Regions from separate parts of the Sus scrofa genome. Here region 2 is linked to region 1. A link is a contact called in public Hi-C data. All regions are on one chromosome and are shown on one strand. The core of a region is the stretch at or near the end of the contact, and the rest is flanking DNA. Distances in the headings are between cores, read along the strand shown. Region 1 holds the start of PEX12 (peroxisome assembly protein 12). Region 2 holds the start of NLE1 (notchless protein homolog 1).

Evidence for each region. Hi-C and Micro-C count contacts between places; a contact is called where the count stands out from the background.
Region 2: a contact with region 1 is called in a Hi-C map of liver, with 2.8 times the contacts expected there. The contact joins the promoter of NLE1 here to the promoter of PEX12 in region 1. A contact is called at or near these places in 4 of 47 Hi-C or Micro-C datasets (embryonic fibroblasts, fetal heart ventricle, liver and 1 more) and 1 of 2 datasets of contacts at active chromatin or transcription factors (skeletal muscle).

The regions. Positions count from the first base shown.
Region 1 is chr12:39,930,328-39,933,027 of Sscrofa11.1, reverse strand. PEX12 (peroxisome assembly protein 12) reads right to left here and starts at 1,348. Exons shown (of 3, transcript XM_003131719.4): 1 at 1-1,348. It also overlaps a transcript of AP2B1 not described here.
Region 2 is chr12:40,034,158-40,036,899 of Sscrofa11.1, reverse strand. NLE1 (notchless protein homolog 1) reads right to left here and starts at 1,382. Exons shown (of 13, transcript XM_003358153.4): 1 at 1,309-1,382; 2 at 1,014-1,157. The coding sequence starts at 1,326.

The sequences.
Region 1 (2,700 bases), core at 99-2,598:
AGAACTAGGCAAAAAAAGACCTTTTCCGGAGGCAGAGGGGAGGGGTTCTTGGGTGAAGGAGGTTAAGAACCAAGTTGACGCAGACGCGGGTGGCAGTGGCGAGTGGGAGGGGGTGACTTGATTAATGCTGCACCTCACAGGGTAGAGCGTGTGACAGAGGGGGACAGGTACGGGCGAAGGAGCGCTGAACTCTCGAGCCGCAGTCCTGGAAGCTGTCAATCATAGACTTCAATCTTAAAGGCTCCAAAAGCCAGGCGGCTCTGAGGGTCCGCTCGGTCAGGCTCAGTTGTGAGCAGTGCAGCCCCCCCGCCTGTTCCCGTCCTAGCGCGCTGACTCCTGCGAAGCGCCAGAGACCCGCGACACAGCGTTTGAAAGCAGGTCTCCGCTTTATGACAGAAGCCGCAACCGGAAATAGACCACGGGGCTTGGAGAAGGCTGGCGGAGGCGAGGCGAGGCGCTCTAGCCCGGAATGCGACCGCGAGACCGGAACTAGAGATCTCTATGGCCTCACTGGGACTTCCGCTTCCGCCTCCTGCTGAAAGTAAAGAAGGCGCTAGGGGTTTTGCTTGCAGAGCCGTTCTCCGCTGGTTGGTTTTACTTTTCCTAGTTGTTTTTGTTTTGCCGCCTCATGGGAAAGTTACGGTTCCGATCTCTCTCTGCAGAGTCTTTTTAGCAGGGTGTTGAGGGCGCCGCACCAACGTTTGGCGGCTGGAGCCAGAACTCAGCCCACAGAGGCGTTTGTTACCTGGGGCGATCGAGTTTAGGAGTCGAGGGACGCAAGGGAATGTGAAGATGGAAGGCTCTCGCTGTACTCGTGGCGAGGGTGGTGGTTCACCGTTTTCTGCTGCCTTAGGGGAGGATTTGAAGCGACATAATTGGAGATAGAAGCCTTAGCTTTATGGTCGCCAATTGCTATTTAAAGAAAAAAAAATGATTAGGATGAGAAGAGATCTTTTGTTACTCACAAGTTGGGACGAGTCTTCTAGATTAGGTTCTTTCAAGCATAACTGTAAGCACTTGGTACGCTAGTTCAAACTGGTTCCTACGCTCGTACACAGTCGACTGTGTTACCTTAGCGATATGAATATTGGGTACGAATCAGATGAATTCTAACTAGCGTGAACTGGGGAGGCTTGACAGAGAAGATAGTTTTCGTTGTTTGTATACCAGAAGGAATGTAATTAACCTTAGGATTTGCAACGTACTTTTACATCGTATGCAATTGCCTTGGTTGAGTTGCTGCTGCAGGTTTAATTTATATGAAGTTAGAGTTCATCTCCTTCTCTCTCCAACGCCCCCTCCCCCCCCCCAAATAACCAGAAATAGAAGGTGATTTGTTTTGTTTTGTTTTGTTTCAGGGTGGCACCCAGGGCACATAGAGATTCCCAGGCTAGTTGTTGAATTGGAGCCGTCGCCACTGGCCTACGTGGCAGCCACGCAACACCAGATCTGAGCTGCATTTTGGACCTACACCGCAGCTCAGGGCAACACCGGATCCTTAACCCACTGAGGAAGGCTAGGCATCAAATATGTGTCCTCATGGTTACTGGTCAGATTTGTTTCCGCGGAGCCACAATGGGAACTCCATAGGAGGTTATTAGTTACTGCCTTAGAGGACCTTATAAAGGTAGTTAATTGTTTCACAGAATGAGAATGGTGGAAAACAAAGTTTATTATCCAAAGAGGAGAAATAAAATCTTGCAAGTTAACCTTGATTTTAGTTCTACAAAGTGTTTTATATTCTGCTAAAACGCCTGCAGGAGAAAGTCACGTTAATGTAAGAGTTTTACCTTATAGAGGTTTTTTTTGTTTTTTGTTTTTTCTTTTTAGGGCTATACCAGTGGCATATAGAAATTCCCAGGCTAGGGGTCAAATCAGAACTACAGCTGCCAGCCTACACCACAGCCACAGCAACGTGGAATCCCAGCCATGTCTGTGACCTACACCACAGGTCATGGCAATGCCAGATCCCCGACCCTCTGAGCAAGGCCAGGGATGGAACCCACATCCTCATGGATACTAGTTGGATTCATTTCTGCTGTGACACAAGGGGAACACCTTACAGAGTTTTAAGGACTGGAGTAATGTATAAAGCACTTGGCATTAGATATGTGATCAAAGGTAGCTGTTACAAATGGGCTTTTCTTAAGTAACAGCAAAAAGACAAAGCTGAGAAATAGCATCAACTAAGATGAATGGGAAGTTAGTTAAACTTGTATCAGTTATGGTTTTTGGCTACAAGCAACAGAAAACAGCTAATTTAAACTAAAAAAATTATCGGAAGAATATGGAGTAGCTAACAAAATAAGGAAAGCCAACTCTGAAAGTACAGTAATTATACAGCCCTACTGGATGTTTCTCGCAAGAATTAGCAAAGTCTCATCTAGGCATCATTGTTGCCGTGAATGAGGTTCAACAAATTTCTTTCTGTCCCTGTACTTACAATTCAGATTCCTTGTGACCTACCTTGGTTCGGATTTCCTCACCACTCCCTGTTTCACTCTTAGACAAAAGATGGCAAGACAACTTAATAGCCCATTGAGACTATTCCAAAAATAAACTGACATTATCACATGAGAAAAGGGAAAGGCAGTTAAAAAAAAAAAAGTCAATTACTACAGCCAACAAAAAATAAACACCTAATCATAGATCCCACTCTTAGGTTTATGATGTAATAAATAAGACCCCAAAATTGATTGC
Region 2 (2,742 bases), core at 133-2,632, 100 kb before region 1:
AAGATCTGGCGTTGCCGTGGGTCACAGGCACGGCTTGGATCTGGCATTGCTGTGGCAAAGACTGGCAGCTGTAGCTCTGATTCGAGCCCTAGCCTGGGTACTTCCATATGCCACAAAAAACAAACAAAAAAAACCCCCTAAAGTCCAGGATTAGGGTTAGGATACAGTGCTTTTTTTTTTTTGTCTTTTTAGGGCATACCCTCAGCATATGGAAGTTCCCAGGCTAGGAGTGGAATCGGAGCTGCAGATGCCAGCCTATACCACAGCCACAGCAACACCAGATCCGAACCACGCCTGCGACCTACACCCACAGCTCAGGGCAATGCCAGATCCTTAACCCACCAAGTGAGGCCAGGGATCGAACCTGGGTCCTCTTGGATACTAGTTGGGTTCGTTACCACTGACCCATGAAGGGAACTGCCAAGGATTAGTATATAGTATTATTTAGCGTTTTCTAAACCACCAATGTGTAAGAAGCATCCAAAAAGCATCCTTTCTGCTTCACTCCAGGGTCTGCGTGGGGTGAGGGCCGGGTACTGTATTTTTAAGCAGCCCTCTCACCTCCCAATAGAGAGCAACATTTTGATAAACGCTGGCTTAAGTGAGGAAAAATTTTCAGTCTGACATTTATTTGGGTTCCAAATCTACCACCTACTGCGCAGTATCGTACAAATAACTTAATGGCCTCAGGCAAGACTGTAAAATGGGGATTTTAATGAGAACGGGGATATGATTAGGGGCTGTGACCAGGGATCACTATGACAGTGCAGCCAATGCGTTCAAAACCTGGTCTCTCTCCGCAGGTGTACCCCGACGGTGGGCGTGTGAAGCGATCTCACACTGATCCCATCTTTCGACCCTCCCCCAGGTAGACAGCACTGGCAGGTTATCATCCTTGTGGGTGAGGGATGGAAGCCCAACTCAAGACCTTAGGTTTCCTGATACCCTGCGTTCCCGAACAGGGCAGCGCCGCCCGCCCGGAGGAGACGCGGGGCCCCGGGCCCGCCGCTCACCTGGGCCAGCAACGCGTTGCACACGAGCTGCAGCTTGTCCGGGGTGATGTCCACCGGCACGTCGAACGGGGAGCCCAGTAACTGCCCGCCTTCATCCTGGAACTGCACGAGCAGCCGCTGCACGTCGCGCGGCGCCGCCTCATCCTGTGGGAACCAGCGCCGGAGGCGTCATTCCCACGGCTCAGACCGTAGGGTCCCCACTTCCGCCTCCCTCCCGCCTCTGGGACTCTAGTCTCTGGGACCCCGGCCCGAGCGTCCAGCCGCGGTGCCCCCGCCCCCACTCACGCACACCCACCGCCACGGCCGCCGCCATCCCGCGTCCCCACGTGGAGGGGAAAACGCCGGTCGGACAGAGCGCCGCCCCCGTGGTCCTGCGGCGCCGCAGTCTGCGACATCGCCCTCTGCTGTTGCGGAGGGGAAGTGTCGCCTGCCTCAGGGGATGGGCATGGGCTCCCCTGGTACCCGCCTCCACATCCTCCCCGTGGATGGGCCTACACATTCAGTCCCTCCCAGTGCCTTGCAGGACACAACCTTTCGTCTTTTCAGAATAGGGATTTTTGCCCCAGTTTATCGATGAGGACATCAAGGCTCAGAGTGGTTGACTTTCCCCCAAATCACCAAGTTCGGAAATGGTATCTTACAAAACTGGACCCTAAGCAGTTCCCCGGTGGCCTAGCAGTTCAAGGATCCTATGTGGTCACTGCTGTGGCGCTGGTTGGATCCCTGGCCTGGGAAATTCCACCTGCCGTGGGCTCGGCCAAAACAAACAAACAAATAAACAAACAAAACCCCAGAGCCCGTTGGGTTGAGGGCAAAAATTCTTCTTCTTTTTTTTTTTTTTTTTTTTTTGTCTTTTTGCTTTTTCTTGGGCCGCTCCCGCGGCATATGGAGGTTCCCAGGCTAGGGGTTGAATCGGAGCTGTAGCCACCGGCCTACGCCAGAGCCACAGCAACGCGGGATCCGAGCCGCGTCTGCGACCTACACCACAGCTCACGGCAATGCCGGATCGTTAACCCACTGAGCAAGGGCAGGGACCGAACCCGCAACCTCACGGTTCCTAGTCGGATTTGTTAACCACTGCGCCACCACGGGAACTCCTATTATTCTTTTTTAAACAGATGAAATAGATCAGTAATATTTGATGAGTACAGAAACAAAAAATTCTTACAATTTTCAACAGTGTACAGCAATAACAATAATAATAATGATAGCAACGGGCCAGGCTTTGTTCTAAGTCCTTCACACATATAACACCCTTAATCCTCATAACAACGCTTTCCTCCCAGTGTTAGAGATGAGGAACAAAAGCAGAGACCATGAGCACTCGGACCGGAAACTCGGGAATTGCCTGTCAATTCTCCCTTCTTTCTCATCCCTGCATCCAGGCCGTCGCAAGCTCTGCCAGTTCTGCCTCATTAACCTATCTGATCTCTTCACCTCCACGGCCACCCTCTGGTCCCAGGCACCAGGTTCCTACGATAGTCTCTTCACTTGCCTCCCGGTCTCCACTTTGCCTCTCCTGTATATTCTCCACACTACAACCAGGGTGATGTTTCAGACCGAAAATCTGGTCTGCTACTTTCTTTCTTTCTTTTTTTTTTTTTTTTTTTATTGCCGCACTCAGTGGCATATGGAGGTTCCCAGGCTAGGGGCTGAATTGGAACAACAGCTGCCGGCCTATGCTACAGCCACAGCAACGCCAGATCTGAGCCATGTCTGCAACCCCCAC